Linked DNA regions of Cyprinus carpio: region 1 is linked to region 2. Evidence: chromatin contacts called from public Hi-C data. All regions are on one chromosome and are shown on one strand. Each heading gives the region's core, a stretch centred on a gene start, on an enhancer-like site or on the middle of the called end of the contact. The rest is flanking DNA. Distances are from core to core; before and after follow the strand shown.

What was found. A called contact is a pair of places that touch in the nucleus more often than the background predicts.
Region 1: a Hi-C map of liver shows a contact between it and region 2, with 10 times the contacts expected there. The contact joins the promoter of LOC109056314 here to the enhancer-like site in region 2. A contact is called at or near these places in 4 of 8 Hi-C or Micro-C datasets (liver and skeletal muscle).

The regions. Positions count from the first base shown.
Region 1 is chrB16:8,598,255-8,605,445 of ASM1834038v1, forward strand. LOC109056314 (syndecan-2-B-like) reads right to left here and starts at 1,929. Exons shown (of 5, transcript XM_042740518.1): 1 at 1,605-1,929. The coding sequence starts at 1,664. LOC109104627 (magnesium transporter MRS2 homolog, mitochondrial-like) reads right to left here. Exons shown (of 12, transcript XM_042740521.1): 8 at 6,691-6,807; 9 at 6,363-6,515; 10 at 3,985-4,102; 11 at 3,728-3,841; 12 at 3,233-3,647. The coding sequence ends at 3,576.
Region 2 is chrB16:8,512,468-8,518,753 of ASM1834038v1, forward strand. No RefSeq gene overlaps it. Among protein-coding and RNA genes, the nearest start is that of LOC109105843, 6.2 kb to the left of the region's middle. Within about 2 kb of position 4,989, at least 1 of the 8 cell types and tissues checked has an H3K27ac peak or open chromatin away from gene starts, as enhancers often do. A contact at or near this core is called in liver, where this site is marked.

The DNA.
Region 1 (7,191 bases), core at 679-3,178, 83 kb after region 2:
TTTGGTTACATCATGTTACGATGACATTATTTTGTGGAACAGCACAACAAGAAAGGGCAATCACATAATCTGTTATCAACACTTAGTCACACCGGTGCTGTTTGCCCTAGAGGCAGCTGAATTTTTTTTTACTTTTGTTTATTTCTTTATTTCTTAAAATGTTAACTGGTGTAATTGAGTAGTTATGCTGTTACATTTTGGCTGTTTCCAAGTCAGACCAGATTTGTGGCTTTGAGGACTTATGAGAATGCTCACTGTTGAGGAACTGAACCCTGAAAAACGTTCAAAATGGAATGAAATGAAAAGAAACATGGAATGAAAGCCAGTGAGGAGCCACTTACTATCGTTTTCATATTAATTTCATTATCTCTAAAATGACCTATTAACCTTTTAACTTCTCATTTCAATTACAAAATATTGAAGCACAGCATCAATAGACAGAATCCAGAAATAAATGTCACCTTCAGAAACAGATTGGATAATGCTTAAATATTGATGAGCATCACCATGAATGAGTAGCACTGATAAAACTGAATGTGGTGCAAACTAAAGAGTTTGTAAAACCATCGCTAAGGTTAAAAAATGAAAGCGAGAGGATGGACTTATTTCAGAATGTACTGAAAACATGAGGGCAGTTGCTTCACTCACACAACAAATCAATAAACAAGGTACCAGCCAGACCAACACAAAGGCTTTTAACAACTTCCAAATGTCTTCCTGTAAAATTACACTGCGGTGGCTTGATTTTATTGCTTCTTTGTGATGGGCTTCATCACAGTTGAGAGCTAAAGGTAATTAACACATACAGATCTGTGTCCTGAGGCAACCTGCAAATTGCTTGACAACACTTTGAAAGCAGTGTTGCAATTGGGAATCGATGTACTGCGTTGCTCTACAGCCTAGATCGCACAAATAATAGTGAGTCCTGCAGATAAGAACAAACTCTGATAAGGAGGAACTGAAATTCTCAATAATAAAAAAAAGCTAACACGGTGCTCTGAAACTGTTTACTCACGTCTTTATCTGAATTTCATTTGTGACACTACAGTGGTTTTCGATTTCAGAAGTGGAAGAAGTCAACTCATCTGAATTTTTAGAGCATAAAACTGGCTGAGAAACATTGAGGTTCTCTCAGAAGGAGATCAGGTTTCAACTAAAATTTGTCTCTGGGGGACACATGGATATGAGCTCCGGAAGACCAATACATTTATAAAGTGACATGAAATTTCAAGTGAATCTTCTGAGATGGAAATGCAATTGTTATCAAAGTTTAGTGTACTGTAACTTTCTCAGGAGTCTCTTCAAAACACTTTCCAGACGTTGGGACATCCCATCCCTGTAAAATGATGAGCATCATCACTCTAATATCATACACATCATGTTATGATCATGATGGGTTTTACAAATCTTGCCAGGACCAAGTTCTAACTCTTGCTGTACTAAAAGATGCATATTAAGAGTGATTTAAATTAATTAAATACTGATAATATACATTATGCATCTAATATGTCCATCATAACATGTTTATGATATGCCACGTATAGGAAGAATGTAGCCTATACACAATCAACAAAAGTAACAACAAGAACTCTGCTTAAACTCACCTTGTCGCTGGACAAGCATACAGCTGCTGAAAGTGTCAGGAATATCCAAATGTTCCTCATTATTCCTCTTAGGAAGTCTTTTGCAAAGAAACCGTAGGATGGCACTCGTCTGCGCTCCTGAAACCAGCCGCTCTCTTCGCGCTTTTACAGCTTCAGCTGAAACACACACGCAAGATCCTTTTGAAGAGATATTTGGCTCCACCTGATCAAACTTCTCTTTTGTGTTTCCAAAAGGGAACTGCTGAGAGAGTGTTGATGCGATGTTAAAGTCTCGGGTCCATGTGAGGCAGACCGGCTTTGCTCAGACAGAGGATGAGAGAGATAAATAAGAAATAAAAAAATACAGAGAGAGAGAGAGAGAGAGAAAAAAACAAATATATAAATAAAATCATCTCGTCACTGTTGACGAATACTTGGACCAGTAAGAGGTTTTGTCTCAAAACCTAGTAAACTGTCAACATGAACATCATTCTGTCGGAATTTCCGGTCAAAATGTTGTCTATGTGTGAATTACTTGGCTTCGAGACAGACTTCTGCCAAATGAAGAACGTCAGTGTTGTTAAATTAGCTGTTTGGAGCGTGGTAGCTGGTCCAAGTTAGTAGACGGAGCTGTTTTTTTCTGGTCCAGGGAAAAAAAAATTCAAAACACCATTTCAAACTGATATGATAAGCTGGTTACTACTTTGTTGTTGGTCTAGGAGAGTCTACCACTTTAGACAAGTGGTTCTCAACGTTTTTGTCCGACTCCGAAACAACATTCGAAGGACTTTTTGTCCTCTAAGCTTATCTATCTATCTACTTCTGTTGTAATAAATATTAAAAAAGAAAAAGAAATGTCATTTGAATGTGTTTATTTAGAATTTAAATGAACACAAGTTAAATAATTTTCACATTCACCAACTATAAACTATCTAGCACTACTTTACATTGACTATATAAATCGAATTCCCAATTGCAAACCCATTCAGGCAGAGCTAAAAGTTTAATAAAATGTACAGTTTATCATAGTTGCTATTGTTTTTATTTATTTTGTAGCAACTGTTGCTATAATAACCTATCATCCACCACTGCCCAACAACAGAAAAACAAAATGAAAGATTTTGAAATCTTTTTGTATTGTTTGAATGTTATCCCATATTTGTCATGTCCCTACGGTAGTAACACTAACAGTCCTGTAATTTTAGCTCAAAATATAGTTGATCAGTCATTGTCATTTCTACACTTTAAAACACGTTTAATTTTTGTATTTTTTTCCCCTGTAGATTTTGTTATTTTTGGAACGCGAAAAGATTTTTCATTAGTAATAGGATGTTCGTAATGTTGTCTTCTGGGATATACAACCTATCTGTGTGAGTATTTTGGGGAATAAAAATACTGAGTGGAATGAACTGTTGTAGTGGGGTTTTATCTCCCCCTGCTGTTCTGTCCTGATAAAAGCTAAGTACAAACACACTTTACATAATGCATTATACACTTCATTTAAAGAGCACTTTTCATGCAAATAGAGGTTCAACGTATTTTAATAAGAACTCAAAGTTTGAATAATGTATACACAAGTGCATTAGTACTCAAAAAAGATCAAATTTTTTATTCTATATGCCTAAAATAAAGAGCCCACAACAAATGAATGTTTTATCAAAGGTATGTATTCATAAACATGTTTTTAAGTGTAAGCAGGGAAATTGAGTTAGTGGTAATATAGATAATTTGGTCTTTACACTCAAAACGTATCTGATGTATTTCATTATGTCAATGATATTTACAACAATAAATACAGAGATTATTCCAAAACCTCAAGACAAATATCTCATAGCAAAATAAAAACTGTGTCTACATGATACACCTGAATACATAAATGTCAATTTTAAATTAGACTGAGGTGAGTGGGACATGATACTGAAAAATACAGTATGCATAAAAGATATGGAGAAGGAGGGAAAAAATATTTAAAAAGCAGCAGTCACTCTCCTGTCATCTAACTCCAGGTTTAATGTCTGTTGCTTTTAAGGTGCCAATTTGGTTTTTCCTCCAAACAGGGGGAATCTGTGAAAAGACAAAAAAAAAAGAAGTTACAATCATCATTATAATGGTACACATGGAGGAGTATTATGAGTGTTACGTACAGGAGGTGGAGAGCTGGGTTCTAAATGCCGTCCCAGAAAAGAGAGAAGTCTTCTCCAGATGAGTCCACTGCCCAGGAACATGAACCCTGTCACTAACCAGAACACACGCGGGTCCTACACACACACAAATCAATGAGGGTCAATAAACAACATGTACTCAAACAGACTGATAACACTGTACACAATGCTGGCTATAACAACTGAAGTAAACTGGTACACGGTAATAAAACAGTAAACTGTAGTAAAATGGTACCAACCTCTTCAAAAGAAGATTCTAAATTCATTCCAAAAGCCACACCCATCAGACCAAATAAAGAGAGCGAGAAGGTTCCCATGGTGAGCTGGAGGTTCAGTCGCATCATGACATTACGGTGGCTAAAGACAATTTAAAGCAACACAGCACTTGTGAACAGAGTGAAATTTTAACTTAATTAGTTTTCAATTATAGTTATCATTATATTTCCCCAGTTAATCACAGTACATTAAAGGGATGGGTCACCCCAAAACGAAAATTCTCATTAATTACTCTTCCTCATGTCTTTCCAAACCTGTAAGACCTCCGTTCATCTTCTGAAGACAAATAAAGGTATTTTTGATGAAATCTGAGAGATCTGTGACCCTGCATAGACAGCAATGCAACTGAAATGTTCCTAGACCCCGAAACATAGTAAGAACATCAGTAAAACAGCCCATGTGACATCAGGGTCACAGAGCTCTCAGATTTCATCAAAAACATCTTAGGCCCCATTTACACTAGTGTGTTTTTGTTATAAAACGGTGTTTTAAAATGAAAACGATCCTAGCGTACACCGGCGTTTTCACTGAGATTCAGAAACGATCTGTCTACACTACACAACCGAAACACATGTCACATGACCACTGATGCAGGTACAACCATAGATATGTATAGGTAGATTCCCTAATCCCTATTCCCTTTAAAAACTAAACCGCTGTTGTGTAAACGGTTATTTTTTACATGGTTACTTGAAAACGCCATCATTTTCAAAAGTCTCTGTTTTGGTCTGTTTACACTGAAACTCAACCCCGGAGTTTTCAAACTAAAACAGGGTCTGCAGCTTTTTCAAAAGTCTCCGTTTTCGAAGGTTTTGAAAATGCCAGAGTAGTGTAAACGACTGGCATAACCTTAGCGAAGGTCATGCGTTTAAAAACTAAACCGCTGTTGTGTAAACGGGCCTTAATTTGTCTTCTGAAGATGAATGAAGGTCTTATGGGTTTGGAACGACATGAGGGTGAGTAATTCATGACAATTGACTTTTTTGGGTGAACTATCCCTTAAAGATAATTATTTTGCAGCATTACAAGTTTTCTGAAATGTCGTGTTTAAATATGCAAACATTAAATTAAGTATGCACAAATAAAAATGTCCCAATTTTCATAAATTTCCAGAACAAAAATCTGAACACTGGATGAAACCTTGAAAAATTAGTTTTTCCATTTTGTTGACATTTAAAGGTGCACTAATAACAGCAAAATAACCAGCCAATCAGCAGTAAGGGGGAGTGTCTTGTAATGAAAGCGAGAAGAGAGTGCTCAATATGAGTGTACAGGACAGATATTAGCAGATTGACTATAGATAGAGAGAAAAAAAAAAAAAAAAAACAGGAAAATATCAGAGGAACAAAACATTAAAAAGAAGGGTTACGATCAGGCAAGAGGTATGACCCACGTAAATATCGGAGCAGTTTCCAGCAGTGGAGAGAACTCAAGGAGCAGGAAGGGCTTGAATCGGACGCTGAGGTTGCGTTGTTTCATTTTGATAGGCGAGTAAGGTTTATTTTGCATTATTTCACACAACTTATTTGTGTTGGTTTTTTTTTAATATGCTTGTATCATCTTCGCTTGTTTCCACGATCATCGTTATGCCACGTACGTGTGGGGCGGAGATATCAAAATAGGGCCGAGGTCCTTTTGGGGTATTGGCGTGTTTGTTTTGGTGCTTAATTCAAATGTCAACATTGGCAAAAATCGCTTAGTGCACCTTTAATGTTAATGGTTTTCACAGACAAGATTCAGGATATCTCTTTTAAATCACTTTAAATGAGAAACTGTTGTCACCAGATGAACAAACCTCTATACAACCTTCAGAATATAGATAGGAATAAATTTGTAAAGTCTGAGGTAAGTAAGTGCTACAAAAGTGGAGATTTCTGGCCCAGTGCGGGATAAAAACAAATTTTAATAAAATGGCCTTTAAAGATATGAATCGTAACTGAAATCAAGACACAAATAGATAAAGTGTAATAAATAACACTTAAATGTGCATTTTTTTATGTCTAAAAGAAGACAAGTTATGCAAGCAAAATTGCCTGAAATCTCAAAACTGACCAGCGCATGAAAAAACAACATTTTTGCCCGAAATGCTTTAAAAACAGACTGTAAATAACAGATGAAATTAAAAGTGACACCCATAACTTCTTAATTGTAAAACTTTTTACTTTTTTATGAAAAACAAAAGACAACTTTTCATTTCTGGGTGAACTGTTCCCTTGAGGCGTATGATCTGCATATAAATCTGTTCTTTCAGTTAAATAAAAAAAAATAATTACGTAATTTCAATCATGATTCAGTTGCCTTAGTGCAGTTAAAAGCATTATGTCTGCTGCCGGTACAGTACCTGTCCAGGTTAATGAAGATGACACTTTCAGAATCATCGATGAGGTCTTTCAGCTCTCGGGCTTTGTTTCCCAGCTCCTCTGCTTGCATGAAGTAATTCTCAAGCAGTAACTCCATCTCTTCAGCGTGATCTATACCCAGACTGCTCTCCTCACTGGCCCCATGTGAACATAAACGCATACAGACACACCAACAGAGATAAAAGATCCACACAGCAATGATCAGATATTTACACTGACATCAAGAATATTTGTGCATATATATATAAAAATGTGTTGCATTTTGAAACTTAATGGCTGTGAAGTTGGATTCTGTGATGTGACACCTACAACACTTGTGGGTCACTCCATTTGGTGAGACAGAGTTCATCTATCAGTTCATCCTCATCCAGGATCTTCAGCAGACTGTCTTTAAACACTTTAATGTCTGTCTCCAGCTCTGAAAGGCTGCAGGAAGAGAGAATGTTTTTACTCTCAAAAAAAAAAATTATCGATCAAAGCTCTGCATTTTCTGCCAGAATCATATTTTACCAGTCAGACTTATCTAGATCTGTCAGATAAAGACCTGCACAACATATTTCATATTTGTTTTGTGAGTGATTACCTCTGTTTATTGGTATCACACAACAAATAAAAATGAACTAAATTACTTTTTGTGGTGAAAAGCAATTATAAACCCACTGGATGGTATACCATTTGAATATAATGTTTTTTACATTTCAATATTATCAATACAATAGTAATTTCTAATTTTGTTTAATACTACTATGTAATAATAACAATTAAAAAAAAATTATGATTTTTTTTTTTTTTATATGATATAGTCATATT
Region 2 (6,286 bases), core at 3,739-6,238:
TGGATGCCCCCCCCCCCCCCCACCGAGGTGGTGAAGCAGATATGGAGAGCTTTTGGCCGGGCTCAGGTGGACCTATTTGCCGATATCCTATATCGTAATGTCCCCTCTGGTTTTCTCTAGTTCATCCAGCTTTCCTGGGACTAGATGCTATGGTGCAGACGTGGCCGATCTTCATCTGTACGCTTTTCCCCCAATCACTTGGTCCCAGGAGTTCTGGTGAGAGTACGCTGGGACGGGGTTCGGCTGTTATTAGTAGCCCCATTCTGGCCGGGCTAAATATGGTTCTCAGATCTGATCGTGCTCCACGACAGCTCTCCATAGGAGATTCCAGTCAGGAGAGATCTACTCTCACAGGCACGGGGTACGATAACTCACCCCCGCCCGGAGTTATGGAAACTATAGGTGTGGCCCCTGAGGAGGCACAGCTCATAGCATCAGCTCACCCAACTGAGACCACCGTACAACACACACCAACCCAAATCACCAAAAATTATGAAACTGAATTCCATGAAGAGGAACGTCTCAGGTAACGCATGTAACTGTGGTTCCTCGAAGGACCGAGACGCTGCATCTCGAAGCCATACTCCCGGCACCCCTGCCAGCACTTGTTTCATTCCTAGAGGCTATTGCTGCACTTCCGCACGTGCTTTTAAGCTTCCTGGTCGATGACGTCACTTGCCTATGACGTCTTGCCTTTCCATTGGGCTGATTACACGTGATTCAGAGTGTGGTCATGCAGAGGGCGTTCCCCATAGCGTTCAACACAGTGTCTCGTTCCCTCAGGGAAACCAAGGTTACACGTGTAACCCTAGACGTTTCCATGTAAAACCTGTTACATGTTAAGATTCAGTATAGGAACTGTCAGGGTGCGGGCTAGACAGAGGACTCAGATGCAGAGTAGGGAAAAGGAGAATCTTTATTCTCGCCACAAAACACAAAATAACATAAACAATAATTAAATGCTCTGGCATACACAGAGATCTCCGAGCTGGCCGGCACACTGCGGACCACTCGCGCTGCCGGATCTCCGAACTAGGGATCCTTAGACAGGAAAACAGAAGGTGAGAATGAAGCTTGAACACCACACAAAACACGGGCAAAGACAAAACAATCTACTCATGACGACAGACAGAGAGGCAGAAACATATAAGTGAGCTGGGGACGAGCGACAGGTGGGGAAGAATCAGCTCGTGATCTGCGCACCCCCGCCACGATCAGCGCTGATTGTCCAGACCACGAGCTACCGAACAGACAGGACAACACAGACCGCAGGGGAAGCTGAGAAGGCACCCTGCACCGTGACAGGAACAATTTTAATAAATAAAGTTGACAGTAGCCATTCCATGGGGAAGAAAAATACAGTGAAAGTCAAAGGCTACTATCAACTGTTTGATTACCAACATTCTGCAAAATATCATCTTTTGTGTTTAACAGAAGAAAGAAGCTCATGCAGGTTTGGAACAAATCACTTATCCCTTTAATACTGAGCAAAACTAAATAAATCTGAGAAATAAATGTTTGGATTTAGCACTAATGAAAAACCCTAAAATTCCTTTAAACAATATTTTACAGTATGGCCACTTTTACATCTTTGTCATTAAACCTAGTAAAATATTCTATTGCAGTCTCAAACATTATCATTATAAATGATTAAACATTAAATATTGTAACATAAACAGATGTTTTTGTGATGTTTTAATGTCAGTAAGAGGCAATGGGTTTTACATTGCTATAATTCTTCTAATAATCACTCTCAGAACCTGAAAGCTATCCTGCATAAAAAAATAAAAAAAACTTTTACTGTAATGTGTGTCATTGGTGGCATGCCCAGTGTAATTAATAAACTATTTCAGGACTTGAAAAATTATTTCAGTTACATGTCTCCTGTTCTTTGACCTATGAAACAAAATAAATGTTTGGAAAACAATCAAAGCTGAAAAGTTGTATTAAGTGTGACAACCAATATGTTTGGTATCCATATCCAAACTGACTCAGTATAACAAAAACAAGGTTTCACAATTGGCCATTATTCCATCAGGATTCTGGTGTGTTGCTGTGAGAATGTGACAGCAGGATATAATACTTCACGTATCATCATCTTATATAAAGTGACTAGAGACTCACACTTCTAAAGGAGCTACTGAGCTATTTTCTTGTTTTTTGTTCATTCAATCCCCTGAATTCTCAGGGTCAGATGGAGTTTTCTGGGTTAGCTGTCAAAGTAGCTTAATGCGGAGCGATACACTTCTTCAACCATTTGGCTTTGTAATTCTTCTGATGGTCACAGAGGACAGTCTGTTGTCTGCACTTCATCCTGTCTTAGAGGCCATATTACAGGCCTACATCTTTTATCTGTGCGTTAATAACTTTCACAACTCTAGTTTCCTGGATGAAATGGAAAGTTAAGGGCCATGAACTAAATATATTTTAACTGACATTTTCTTTGGTAGCCCTGCATATGTTTACTCATAGGAAATGTGTCTATACTTTCTGCATTAAGAAAGAGTATAACAACAAGCATCTAAATTTACAGTACTTGTTTTCTGATATGGTCACTCTGTTATCAGATTGTATGTGAACAAGAAACTCCGGTTTCATCTCATACTTCTCAGGTTTCAACTCAGTTGACAGATGTAATAAAAATCTACAGAAAATCTCCAACCACATCAAACACAGTCCTTGTATAAATTTGCAGTCTGAAAGAGTATAACAGGTAGATTTCTTCTTACATTAGATATGAGAATAGCACTGTGCTGCAGTGATGACGTATTTTTGCACCCTGGTTCCTTCAACAAAACACCGCCAAAAGTAGTAACCAACAAAAGTTTATGATTCTTATACGTTTTGTTCATCATCATGAACTTCTCTAAATTTTATGAAATTTGAATCCTAAATACAATAACCAAATGTAGGTTATAAACCATGATCCCATGACGTCCAACAATTCTCTTAGTATTTATTTCAAAGACATCACCAACAACCTCTGTAGACTAAAAACTTCAGGACGTTGGATTTGGAAGTGATAAAATGGAAACCCGTTTGCAGGTTTAGGCCTAATACTAAAAAAAATGTCAGCTGTTTAAATATTGTGTAAAGTATATCCTATTTTGTCTAAAATTATTTTGAATGACATTCATTGTTTTCAGCTGTCTATCATAATAGCGACAGGAGAGTCATCAATGTAAGGCAAATGAAATCACATCAACTGGAAGTAAAAATATAATTCTGAGTTTTTTTGTGTTTTCCCCCCTACAAAAATAGTTTACGTCACAGTCTAATGTTTAAATATTGTGTACAGGATATCCCAGTTTGTCTATCATTTGTCTTATAATAGAAACAGGAGAGTTAGCACTGGTTATTAAGGAAAACTATGATTAGCTTAAGCTAAAAAGTCAAGACACTTACTAAAAAACACTGATAAGAGGCATGTCTAAAAGATCAGATTGTGTGCAATCTACAGACCTGAACCAATATGTTTACAGACGTTTTACAAACAAAACCGTAGGCAAAGAAACATCAGTACGCACGCAGATATAATGCAAACTAATGCACATTTTGATGTCAGCTGTCACACATGTAATATCCAACACTGCCCTCTGCTGGAGAGATAAAGAAGAACAGTTCCTATTACTCACCTTTCATCATCACTGATCTGAACGATAAATTCATAATTTTCATGTGACATCAAAACAAACCTTACTCCACTTTTTTTTTTTACAGAGTTTGTATTAAGTAGGCTATTAATGTATTAAAACAGTGTTACTGAAAGGCCATATTCAGTATACGTTATTGATAATGCACTTTTTTTTACAGGCAAGCAGATAGACACAAAATATAAACCCAATGCGCAAAGTATCACAATTTATTGCGTTCATATTGCGGGATCATCTGCTTGCCTATATAAAGTATGCAGGTGTTTACACTGTATCACTGTTTCTACATTAAGGCACTTGAAGTGTTTTTCAATTTAAACGTTTTAGTATGACCAGCTTTTTTAGTAACTGAATCTAAACTAATCTAAAATAGCCTATTACTGTTTTTCTTAAATACATTACAAAAAAAATCTAGCCATGTGTAAAAGCTTAAAGTGTACTCTAAAATTAGTAACTTTATTTTATGCTAATTTTAGATGTCTTTTTTTTTTTTCAAATGCGCAAATAATGCCTTTTTATTTGTATAAAATAGCTTTTTTATTTATATGAATTTAGATTTATGTTGCATAACATACAAAAGACCTTGTATATTTACATTTTGTAATGTATGTTTTCATCATTTCAAGTTCAAGTTTACGTCAAGGACAAATTGTTTTCTGCATTATTTCATCATACGTTTGTTGACTTTATATCATTGTATCACCTTAAGATCACAATCCTTTTACAGGAGCATTATTCTTTAACAATATACAGTAAATAAAAAGAGAAGGTTTGCAGAAATGTCAGCATTAATTTCTGTTCCTAAGAACCACCAATTTACAACCTTGAGCAAAAAAAAAAAAACAGCTTCAAAACTAAAAGAAGTAGACAAAAATTCTTAACATTTAGCCATAAATCCATCATTAATTGATGTAATTTAATTACACCTAAGCACATTCATATTTCTCTGAAAGTATGTTGATAATCTAACAAATATTTAGACCCAATGTTTTTCATACAAAGCCCTTGTTGTTTTCTAACTCATTCACTAGATGTCGCCATAAACTGCTTTATAATTTACTCCGTCACGGAAATCAGTTCCCTATCTGTCGGTCACTACGAGTTTTGTCCTGATGTCACGACATAACGTGAACGAGGGTTACGTACGTAACCGAGACGTTCCCTAAAAAGGCCATATAGCATAGGCCTATCTCAAATAACCACAATATATGTGGTTTTTCAAGCTTCCGCATAATGAGACCATTCTATACAGGGATCTTATAAACTGATGAACCAACAGATAAAACATGTTTACAAAGAGAAACGCAGATGATTCAGAGTAGATTTACATATAAAAAGCCTTCCGTGAAAGGTCTAAGCGATTATTTGCATGAAGCTGACAGGCGGTTGAAGGGAATGGAGGGTAACACGAGGAGATGTTTGCGAAAAACTGAAGTAACATGGTGACAGGGCCATAATACACCTGCCTCCAGCTTGATTTGGCTGTACAATTCAGCCGTGTTTATCTATATAGCCATTTTACATTGAAGGAAACATGGAGGACAGATGCTATAGATTGAAGTCAATCAAATGCAAACCGCATTCGATGCATGAAATGTATTGAAATGAAAAGAGAATCCTTAGAAATGGTTTGAGAAGAGCCCAGTTGTGTAGACTGGGATGAGGTTTGAGCACAGATCACAGCGTGGACAAATACAAATAAAAAAAAATCAGTCTTTCTGTTGAAAAGCTACATTGACCGACCACTAAATTTGATTAAATGTCTATGGTGGTGTTGTACACAACATCATCCATAAGCCCTAAAATACTTTATTCTAAGACTGTAAACATTTCTATATCATTTCACCCAGTGACATTTTTCTCTTTAATTGTTTCAAAGGGTCCTGAAGCATGTCTTCAAAGACAGGAAAAAAAAAAAAAAAACCTGTGGGGAAATTAGTTACTGTTGGCACACAGACCTTCTTAGTCATACAGAAGTGTGATGTGATACAAAACTATGATGAATACATGATTTGCCATATTTGGATATTAAGGGATTTGCAAGAAACACACCATAAATATTTATGCATTTTTGCTCAATGAAACACTGGAATAATGTTTCCTGTTCCAGAAACTGATAGGATCTGCAGCATTAACAACAGAAGCGGAAAATCCACAGCGTGCCACCCACTCATCAGCCCGGAAACAGACCAGCTGAATGAAACAGACAGTCTGTGCAAGACAGCTTCAACTTTACATTCTGCAGGGTGAGATCCAGGTAACGGAGATGTTTCCTACTGACAGAAACATTCTTTTTTCTTGTTTAAGGATCTTGTTTACTTTCCGCCAAGAGAAGAACATAATTGCAGATAAAAGATGTTTGTTTCAAATGACAGGAGCATATACGACAATGTGAATCATTCATTCCTGGAAGTGTTTTGAAATGTAAATACTAAACATCTGCATTCAGAAAATACAGCTTGTCTCAGCAAAGCCAGGCTGGGAGGTAAACATATCATGAATTCATAAAAGTGTGGCATACAGTATATTTCAATCCTCGCAGAAGCTTTTATACAATGTCTAAGATGCCCAGGCTATGTTTCTGCCTGGCATGGAAATTATGCATGTACTGTAATGCACTCATCAAACCCCCG